Linked DNA regions of Mus musculus: region 1 is linked to region 2. A link is a contact called in public promoter capture Hi-C data. All regions are on one chromosome and are shown on one strand. The core of a region is the stretch at or near the end of the contact, and the rest is flanking DNA. Distances in the headings are between cores, read along the strand shown. Region 1 holds the start of 1700061I17Rik (RIKEN cDNA 1700061I17 gene). Region 2 holds the start of Palmd (palmdelphin).

Region 1 (5,204 bases), core at 2,442-4,941, 110 kb before region 2:
GTACATTTTGTATTTCCCTTGCCCAGCTGGCTCCTTTTACTATAGATCTGCAGAAGTATGGCCACTGATAACCATACAACACAGTCAATATTAGGCTACTTTGAAGTATTCTCTGCCAATGGTGTAACCCATAACTCTTCAATTTAGCCAAAGGTAGGGTTTTGGTTTGGTTTTGGTTTTGGTTTTGGTTTTGGTTTGTTTCTGGACAATGGTAGAAAGCAGATACATTCTTCACCAAAATATCTCAATAACAGTCTCTGGTCTACATATTAATATTCTTCTCCTCTGAAACCTCTTGAGCCAGGCTCTCGCAGTTCCAATCATCCTCTGCACCACTGTCTTCCATGCTCCTAGTGTGGCCCATTATCCCCACTTAAAGCATTCAGCTGTTTTCCTAATCCAAAGTCCCAAAGTCCACATTCCTCCACACAAAAGCATGGTCCCGCCTATCACCTCAATACCTCAGTCCCTGCTACCAACTTCTGTCTTAGTTAGTGTTCCTATTGATGTAAAGAGACACCATGATCATGGCTAGTCTTATAAAAGAAAATGTTTGGGGCTGACTAAACAGGTTCAGAGATTTAGTCCATTATCCTCATGGTGGGAAGCATGGTAGCATGCAGGCACACTTGGTACTGGAGGAACAGAGAGTTTTACATCCATATCAGCATGCAGCAGGAAAAGAGAGTAAGCCACTGGGCCTGCTTTGAACTTCTGAAACCTCAAAGCCCACTCTTTAGGGACACACTTCCTCCAACAAGGCCACATCTCCTAATAGTGCCACTCTCTAGGGACCTCTGGGGACCATATCATTCAAACCACCACAATGCATGGTGTGCTGTCAAATATGATACATTAGTTGCTCTTCTCATCACTGACCCAAACTATGTGGCAGAAGCAACTTAAAGGAGAAAAAACTTATTTTGTTCCATGGGTTTAGTTCATAACAGAGGGAAGGCATGGCAGAACTCATGGTGGCAGAACTTGCAGTAGATATTCCTCACATCTTGGTGGATCAAGAAGTAGGTAACAGGAAATAGAGACAGAAAGATGCTTCTGATACCATATCTCTATGGATGCATCTCCTTCCTGTGACTTACTTCCCTCATCTAGTCTTCACCTCCAAAAGATTCCACATGCTCCCTGTACTGGCTAGTTTTGTGTCAACTTGACACAGCTGGAGTTATCACAGAGAGCTTCAGTTGAGGAAATGCCTCCATGAGATCCAGCTGTAAGGCATTTTCTCAATTAGTGATCAAGAGGGAAAAGGCCCCTTGTGGGTGGTACCATCTCGGGGCTGATAGTCTTGGTTCTATAAGAGAGCAGCCTGAGCAAGCCAGGGGAGGCAAGCCAGTAAAGAACATCCCTCCATGGCCTCTGCATCAGCTCCTGCTTTCTGACCTGCTTGAGTTCCAGTCCTGACTTCCTTGGTGATGAACAGCAGTATGGAAGTGTAAGCTGAATAAACCCTTTCCTCCCCAACTGCTTCTTGGTCATGATGTTTGTGCAGGAATAGAAACCCTGACTAAGACACTCCCAAAACAGCAACACCAGCTAGAGGCTTTGCAAACAACTGAGCTTGCAGGTCACATTCACATTCAAACCATAGCATGTTGTAATTATAATTACTGTAATAATGATATAATCATAATGTATACTTACAATGTGTTGACTGTATTATTAAATGTTCTTATACCAAAAATAATAAATATTTGTGTGATTAATATATGAATATTAATATATGAATTGATTATTTCACATTCCATACAGATATTAAAATACCACATTATACAAAATATATATATGTCATATTATATATTTAATGTATATTATGTATACTGTATAATGTGGTATTTTAATGTCTATTAATATCATTGTTATATACTATACATTATTATATATAATCACGATTATAATACAATATACATATATAATATATTATAACATGTATAATATATAATAATGGTATTATACATTACATATTATATGCTATACGTTATGTTTTATTATATATCATATCTTATGCCACATATTACACATTATATTACATATCACATGTCACACATCTCACATTGTACATAGCACATATAACATGTCATGTATTTATTATCCTAATAAAGCTGGGAAGCATACACACACACAGAGTAAGCAAATACTTATACCATTATTTAAACCAACACTCTTTATCATTATATAATACTATATCTCAATGTTTTGGGGGGCACTATTGCTACCATGAAAAGCCCACTTCCAGACTCACTGCAAACTTCCTGACTCTACCTTAGAAGCAGACAGAACCTACACAAGTTATTAGGCAGAATTCAGCAGATAAAGACAGAGCAGGACCTAGAGTGTAGTTCCATCTTACTCCTGTGGGATTCCAGGCAATTTATTTAATTGTCTTAAGTTTAATATTTTTCATTCCCAAATGGAAAGAAAAATAGAAACACATTTACTCAAAGGGTTATTTTAAGGATTCTAATCCTCATTAAGCATTTAATGTCTCCCATTTACATCTGTTATGGTAGTAATACTTGAAAACTGTCTCTTTAAGCTTTGTATTCCTGGTGCTCACTTAATAGGTGCCTTATGGTATGTTTTCAACATTTACTTGATGATTTGATGAAAATTGTATGGGCAAGGAGTATAAGCCTCTACCAAGCCCTATTCTATAGCAAACAAGATAGAGAAATACCCAGTGTGAGATACCCCAATAAAGAAAAGGAATGCATACACAAAATAAATCAGACTATTGGGCCTAAAAGAAAATCAAAGCCAAAACTGCTTGAAAATACAAAAGGAAGAAAGGAACATTAAGATATGGCTGTACATACCACCGTAAAAAAAAAAAAAGTGATTTCTTTACAGTTCTTGAAAACAAAATATTGACTGAGTACTTTCACACATCACACATAATAAATCATATTTTTATTAACCCAATAAAGCTGGGAAGCAAAGTATAACCAGAGTTGTACTGGGTGCTGTTACTACAATTAACAGTCATTAGAGTTATTTGATTACTATTGATTTCTTTGTCCTGCTAATTGAAACTGCAAAGCCGTCTGCCAATGAGATGAAAGGGATTTATCCTTGATGTCTGCTGAGGCAGCAGAATGTCCATTCAATATCAGATGCCAAAGTGCACGAGACAGATTGCCAAATGCAGAATGTGTCCCTACTAAGAAGTGCAGAATTATCTTCCTAATATGTTTTGCTCACTTTGAAAATATAAAAAGAGAAACAGTGAGGGGAAAAATGAAAATGATCTTGAGAAGAAATATCTCTGGTGAATGCTATGCTTTGGGTGTCTCCCCGTTTATCCATGTCAGAGGACCATCTCTCTGGTATCATGACAGACTTAAGCATTTGAAGAACTCGGTGTTTCTTCAAATGGGCATGAAACATTGAAATCCGGGCTAACTAAAGCAGTCCTTGGAAGGCTCCTACTCAAGTTGGTCTTATTTGGAATTAAATAATAATTAAATAATGGGTCGATGAGACAAGATGCATTAGGTATTTTTTGTGTTTCTGTTAAGGAAAAAAAAATGCCTGACAAAATCAACTTAAAGAGGGCTTAAAGAGGCTTGCTATAGCTCATGGTGTAAGAAATAATGTTGTCAATCATGGCACAGGAGGCATTATGACAAAGCTGTGAGGTGGTTGGTTTCATTGGGCTCACAGTTAGGCAGCAGAGAACGCAGTGCCCAGGCTCAGCTCAGCTCCTCCTTTTTAACTTAGTCCAGGACTCCACCCAATGGAAGAATGCCACCTCTTCAGTTAGACCTCTCTGGAAACACTCTCTCAGACATGCTAAAGGCATGTTTCATAGGTGATTCTAAATGCAATCAAGTTGACAAGGAAGATTGGCCTTCACACAATGCTTGTATATGTCTGGCACGTCATGTATCTGTGTCAGACACATCATATATAGATTTCCTTAGTAGAAAGAGCTGGCAAGAGATCAAGTTGTACTCTGTGAGGAAGACCTACCTGACATCTGACTCCTGAGGACTGAAGTTGGAAGTCACAAGTGGCTGAGAAACATGAAGATAAGTCTGACGAGGTTAATTAATATAATCTCCAGAAATAAGATTCTCAAAAGATTTGAGAAATTTCCACAAAAATTAAAAATGTCTATGTAATAACATAGACATATGGGAATGAGTTCAGCACCAGTCCATTTATGTTTTTTGTATCTTCTTCTTTCATCCTTTCCAAATCTCAAAAGCATCAGAAAGAAGGCCAGAAGCTTGGATGAGAAAATTAGTGTTTGGGGAGAACACAGCAGTGAAGGTGGAAGGCAACTATGACCATCGCCCATGGCTGCCAGCTTCAAAGAGACCAGTACTGAGAACAGGGATGCATCTAGCACTGACCCAAGCTCGGCTGGGATGAACATATTGTACTTGGCAGTGTTGCTCTATTCTCTGGAACCCAGCTTATTTCTTGAAAGACAAGGTAAGATATGCTAGCCTAAGTGTGAACGAGAAAACTATGGCACTCACCCAAGTTCTGACTAAAGCAGGAGATAGATTGCTTTCATCTGGTGTCTGAAAGGGGGCTGAAGGAAACAATACAAGGTTGTGTTTGGGTTATATGTCATGAGTCATATTTACATCACATGTCATGAGTCATGTTTTTCCACAGAGGTTTGAATATCACAACTAGTGTGTTTCAGTCTGATCTACTGTCTGTCCTTTTGTCTTTCTCTGTTTATCTCCTTCATTAAGTTCATCATTTAGAGTATGTCAGTGTGACCTTGTCTGTTGAATTGAGTCTGAATGACCTTGTTTGTCTGTTGTATTGAGTCTGAAACTGTGTCTACCTGAAGGCTTTCTTGTGAATCTGTATCTGTCCCTGTATATCTCTCTGTGTCTCCCTAACAAAGGGCTTTGTTCTCTCTTTTATTGACCAGCATGGGAGGAAGGGAAAGGACTGGGAGACATGTTAGGGAAATCTTTAACAGAATTTTCAAGATATTAAGTGGCTGACTCCAACTTACCTAGATAACAATCAAACTATTAAATAATATCCAAATACTGCTTTCAACATTCATAGTGGCTTTTCATTGCATAAAGCCATTTCCAGCCTATTTTCTGTTTCCAACAAATGATTATGGTTGCACTTTTGCAAATATATGTGCATTAGGGTCACAGCTTAGAATAATACATAATTTAAAATTATAGTCATGCCTTAGCTTAGGT
Region 2 (5,951 bases), core at 929-3,428:
TGCCTGCAGTCGTGCTCCCTGCCATGATAGTCATGAATTCACCCTCTGAAACTATGAGCAAGCCCCCAATAAATCTTGTATAAGTTGCTTTGGCCTTGGTGTCTCTTCTCAGCAGCAGAGCAGTAACTGAGACAGAGCCCTTCCTATTTTCCTCATGCTTATCCTTGCTGACGCCCATCTGTATTTACACATATTTAACAGTTAGAGGCCACAGTTCCCATATGAGAGAGAATATACAGTATTTGTCTTTCTGAGCCTGGGTTACTTTGCATGAAACAATGTTTTCTAGTTCCACTTATTTTCCTGCAGATTTCCTAACTTTGTTATTCAGTTATCCACAACTGAATAAAATGCCACATTTTGTTTATCCATTGATCTGTTGACAGACATGGAAACTGATTCCATGTTCTCGCTACTATGAAAAGAACTGCATTAAGCATGGATAGACAAGTGTCCTAAGAGTGGGATCTGGCATCCTTCAGGTGTATCTCCAGGAGCAGAACGGCTGGATCATATGGTAATTCTATTTTTTTGTAACAAACCTCCCCATTTGATTTCTCCTATGGCCACACCAGTTCACAATCCCACCACCAGTATCAGGTGTTTCCTCTTCCCCACATCTTTCCTAGATTTGTTGCCATTTCTCCATTTTCTTGATAGTAACCAGCTCACTCCAGTGATTTGAATTTCCCTGATGGCAAGAGATGTTGACCACCTTTTCAGATACCCGCTGGCCAATTTCTTCCTTTGAATTGTGTTTCTTTGGTTTAGATCATTGGTCCATTTATCAATGGACAACCTTATTTCTTTGGTGCCTAAGTTTTGATGTTCTTTCTATATTCTAAATACTAACCCTTTGTGATTTCAGATTCTTGAAAGCGATAATCTTGTTCTTCCGGTGACTGGCTCAGGGTGTGGCCTCTGTGGCTGGGGAGATCCAAATAAAAGTATGAAGCAATCTAAGGTCTATACGTTTCTGCAGAATAGAATAACACAAGGTTCTACCTAGAGTTTTCCTATCCGTCTATAAGCATCTCCGGGAGTTTGGCAGAGGAGGAGGCTTGGTCCAGCTCCCGCATGAAGATTGATTTAACCTTCAGCCCGTGTCTCTCTTTGCCCAGTGCCCTTGGGCATTGCTTGATGAATGGCTTTACAAAGTCAGACAGCTGACATCCCCATCCTGGCTTTGCTACTTATTAGCCATGTGGCAAATGATCTCCCTGAGCCTGTTGCCTCATTTTAAAATAGGAATAATAGCACCTATCTCTCAACACCCCTAAGATAAATAAGATGAGATGCATTTGTCTATGGACAAATATTAGCTACTACTATAACAAATATCAAAAGCACAAAGAAATGTACGCCAGTGTGTTCAGTGTCAGCCTTGTCTATTTAACCTCCCTGCCTGAATGGTGATATTAAAGGGCTGATCCAAACACATAATAATGTGGTGGATGGTAATTGGGGCTCACCACATCAACATGCACTTAAAGAATAGGTGGGAAAAAGAAAACAAAGTCCATTGCAAAGCTTCCTGGGCTCTGCTCTGACCTGAGTTTCCCCGGGGTTCACTGCCTTCCTTAAAGGGCAGGGACTGTCCACCCAGGGCACACTTTCACAGGCTCGCTCCTTGCTCTTGCATAACTTCAGGCTGTCAAAATGGGCACCTTCCTGAAATTGAAGATTGTCGGGGTTTGTTTTTTTGTTTTGTTTTGTTTTGTTTTTTGTTTTTTGTTTTTTGTTTTTTTTGAATGGGGTCCAAAAAAGGTGCTGCAGTCCCCAGATATCCAACATCAATCATCACGTTAACACCTTTGGGTTTTTTTGTTTTGTTTTGTTTTGTTTTGCTTTCCAAGACCTAAGAGTCTAAGGTCTCTGTCAGAAGGCTGCCTGCGGTGGGACTTTGAGAGGGGAGCTGAGCTTGATGCAAATATTCTACTCTAAGGGTTCTTCGGTTACTAAAGGAGCCATCACCATTACCTAAAGCCAAGCAGAGGGAGATAACAAACAAGTGACTTAGCACTTCTCTCTCTCTCTCTCTCTCTCTCTCTCTCTCTCTCTCTCTCTCTCTCTCTCTCTCTCATCCCCCCCCCCCCCCCGAGATAAACTAAGCGAGATAACTTTAAACACACACAGGCTCACAGGAAAACCTGGGCTGCCCGGACCCCGACACTCAGCACGGCAGCTCCCTGCGCCACTCCTGGAAAATAATGACTTGGGTAAGGAACAGTTAATAAGAAAATGTGTCTCGCTAACCGTGCACAGCACAACAAAGAGCTGGCAGCCCCTGAAGGAAAAGGGCTTGTGCGGCTGCCGTTCAAACTTGTCAGTCAACTCGTGCCAGCAGCCTCAGCGTCTGCCTCCCCAGTGCACCCTCATTACATGTGTCTGTCTGGCCTCATCTGTGCATGGGCTCTGAGCCGCTCCGCTCCTGACAGTTCGGAATTCTCTTCCTCTCTCCCTGCTGCAAAGAGCGGATTTCTCTCCGTGTCTCTTCTGTCATCTCCAGCTCCCCTCTCCAAGGACGCACCTTGATTTATGGTAGCTTTGGACTTCCTTCAGCGTCTGCCTGTCCTTGACTTCTAGAATGGAAGAAGCTGAGCTGGTGAAGGGAAGACTCCAGGCCATCACTGTAAGTCTACATAGAGTTTTAAGTCAGTAAGGTGGTTGCTTAGACAAACGGCACCGGCACCGGCACCGGCACCGGCACCGGCACCGGCACCGGCACAGGCGACGTTGCTAGCTGTCCTTGTCTCCCAGGCCTTCCAAGTAGAGAAACAGAACTAAGCCTTCGTGGACTCTGGTCTGCTTCTCTTAACCCTTGTGACCCTCCATGACACTGGGGCTTCAGAACCTGAGATCCAGGGAAATGGTTCTGGAATTTACAGATGGTGTTTGCATTCTAAACGATAATCAAGGGTTGTTTGCTTGTTTGCTTGTTTTTATAAATAGTTTGTAAACTCTCCTCACCTTCTGTGGATATCTGAAGTTTAGGGTTTTTTCTTCAAATTCCTTCTATCGGACAAATGTTCTTATAGATGCCTAACTGGAAAACTTTTCAAAGCAATGAATAGAACCCCCAAAAGTTTTTTTTTAAAGAGGTAGATCAAAAGGAAGAAAATCGGAAACATTTTTATTCATGTGTCAAAGTATATTCCAGACAAACCTAACTGAATTAAAGCAAAGCTTGGTGTATGTATGTATGCATATATATATATGCGAAGTATTAAAACAGAAGAAAAGTAGCGAAGGCACGCATCAGAGTAATTCTCGCAGATCAGTTTTCCAGTACAGAAGGACAGACATAGTCCGAATAAGGTCTCAATACAGGAGCCATGCACAAGATGGACTTGGAAAATATTTCCCTAATTCCGGGAAGAAAAGTAGTACACTTGATGTTTGTTCTGGGGAAAAAAAAAATCAAAGCAAGAAATGAGTCACTTTTCTTAAATGATACCATTCTTTTTCTCATTTGCTTCCAAACTGCTGTATGTGACGATAACCTGGAAGTCCCTGACCTGGTCATCTATCGTTATTAGCTGTAACTTTTGATAGCATTTTTGCAAGGAAAAGCAACTTGGCAAATCCACACCCCTGTGCGTCACATTTTCTGACACTGAAATTAACCGTCAAAAAAGAAGTAACTACTTTCTGAAAAACTGACACTAAATCAAGGTAGATAGGAGGTTATCCAACTCTTTGCTCCTCAAATTCTCACAATTAATTAAGCAAATCCTAATTTAGGTTTTGTTGTGCATACACACACACACACACACACACACACACACACACACACACTAAGGGAATATAGCGGGGGTTTTTTCCCTCCTACCCAGAAAGGATAAATAAAAACCTACTTTCTTCACCAGTGAAAAGGAGCCAAGAGTCCACTAAGCAGCCTGGGCACCTTTCTATAGAGAGTACTTTTTAATTTCTGAATTCTAATTACTGTATTTTTTCCTTTCATCTTAAAAACCTTGGCCTGGATTTTTGTTTGTTTTGTTTTGTTGTTAAATCCGGCCACAGCTTCAGCTGTCCTCCTAGAAGGGACAGGAACTCCACTGTGCTCTGTTGTTCTTGGCATGGCCCTTTCACATTACAGCTGTTGGCTAAAGGTTACTTCACTGGGCCGTGTGAGTCGCTCACAACTAGGTTCCATTTCTCCCCACGGCTTTACCTCCCGGATAACCAAATGAAACAGTTGACTCGGTGATGCACACAGACACCTTCTTCTGTGTCTCTGCTACTGAACTGGGGAACATCTTATTTTAAGGTCTTGCTAAGTGTGGTTTGCAGCTTAGAGCATTTAGTGAACTAGGGCATGGTCCAAGTAGATGGCGGCTGAGAGTTATTCAGAAAGCCAAGGAATTTTCACTGAGGCTTCAGGTGCAATTAGATATAGAAGATCAAAATGCCTTAAAAGGAATTGAGTAGGTAGGCAGGTTCCTGAATATAGAGATACTTTCACTGTTAAAATTAATAAACTTTTAAAAATTATCCCACGAGCCCAAACATATCCCTTTAGAGTTAATTAAGTCTTGGAGGTACAGTCACAAAACTTAGCTTGAAAGTAAAATTCTTGCTTAAAGCCTGTAGGGTAAAAACTGGCAAAAGTTTATAGGAACGAATTTCCATAAGCCTGCACCTCACAGGGCTCAGTCACATTTGTCACCACCTAGAGGGGAAATGGAGTAGTTCCTCCGTGTCCATGGAAACAATACAACCACTCTCCTCCTGCACACCCTGGGAAATGCCAGCTTACTCCGCCCTGGCCTTGCCCAGGAAGCCACCCCTGCTATTCTTTCTTCCTAGGAAAAGAAAACACACCGTACCCAGGGAACTTTCAAGAGTTATCTCATTTTTTGAAAGGCATTAAAATTACAAAAACTCAGAGATAATCTTTTAACTGCTCTCCTACACTGAAATAATTTTTATATATGTCCATGACGGCAAAGATGTTAATTCCCTAAGACACCAAGACTCAACAACACAGAGACTTCACTGTAAAAGGACAAGAACAACAAACATTAACACTGCAAGAGCTGTTTGATTTTTTTATTATTATTAAATTATGATTCTCTAACTTTTGGCAGTAAAATGAAATAAGCTGTAAATATTGTTCTTACTCCACAGGGTCTCAAGTAACTAAAAAGGTGTTCTTTTAACTACAAATAATTGAAAAAAATTCATCTTCATATAATTTGGCTGAACCAAGTAGCATTACGATAAAACTACTGTAACCCTGTGGTGACGCCATTCATTTCCCATACCAGTAAATTTTATTTTAAGATCATTCACAAATTTTTTCAATGGTTTAAAGACAATGAGGGCCAAATTATGAAAGGACTCAGAAAGGATTATTTTGAGGAGGACATTAAAGTCTGGATGCTCCAAATTGACTCTTTTAATTAATTACCTTCACATTCTGCCTTCATTGCTCCACCCCTAAAGCCACTCCTCATTTCCTGAGTTGATGACCAAAGTACTCGTTAGTCAATGAGTTCCATTCCCAGCTGTAATCGAAAACAGAGCAACCTTGCATTGACTAAATATTATACTTGGAACCTCAAGAGTCTCTTGAGGCTATTTTCAAGCTAGTATGCATTTAGCAAATAACTAATTTTTATACAGACAAAGGGCTGTTGAAATCAATGTTTACCCACTATGTAGCCCTGGATGGATGGCTTGGCACTCAGCATGTAGACTAGGCTGACCTTGAACTCATAGAGATCTGCCTGCTTCTGCCTCCAAAGTGCTGCGGTTAAAGGCGCCAACACACCCAGCATGAAATTGATATTTAGTGTTACTGGAAATGGTGATACCAAATTCTCCATTATTTTGAGGGGGGTGTGGAGAAACGCAGGTCACACTGGCACTGATCGCCACAGAGCTACTCTTTGGAAGTAAGCACAGTCCGTGGTGAAGAACAAAATCCGAGTCCTGAGTGGGGT

What was found. Promoter capture Hi-C pulls out the DNA fragments that hold promoters and counts their contacts.
Region 1: a contact with region 2 is called in a promoter capture Hi-C map of liver. The contact joins the promoter of 1700061I17Rik here to the promoter of Palmd in region 2. A contact is called at or near these places in 7 of 39 promoter capture datasets (3T3-L1-derived adipocytes, Sertoli cells, embryonic stem cells and 3 more), 24 of 484 Hi-C or Micro-C datasets (the C2C12 cell line, the MC38 cell line, Sertoli cells and 13 more), 11 of 115 datasets of contacts at active chromatin or transcription factors (cardiomyocytes, embryonic stem cells, heart atrium and 6 more) and 3 of 9 other capture datasets (adipose tissue, liver and pancreatic islet).

The regions. Positions count from the first base shown.
Region 1 is chr3:117,076,252-117,081,455 of GRCm38.p6, reverse strand. It overlaps 1700061I17Rik (RIKEN cDNA 1700061I17 gene), which reads left to right and starts at 3,691. Exons shown (of 9, transcript NR_038029.1): 1 at 3,691-4,063; 2 at 4,229-4,458.
Region 2 is chr3:116,965,179-116,971,129 of GRCm38.p6, reverse strand. It overlaps Palmd (palmdelphin), which reads left to right and starts at 2,178. Exons shown (of 8, transcript NM_023245.3): 1 at 2,178-2,632. The coding sequence starts at 2,588. Gm52613 (a long non-coding RNA gene) reads right to left here and starts at 4,108. Exons shown (of 2, transcript XR_003954544.1): 1 at 3,858-4,108; 2 at 3,114-3,404. 4930455H04Rik (RIKEN cDNA 4930455H04 gene) reads right to left here and starts at 2,863. Exons shown (of 3, transcript NR_040596.1): 1 at 2,531-2,863; 2 at 854-927.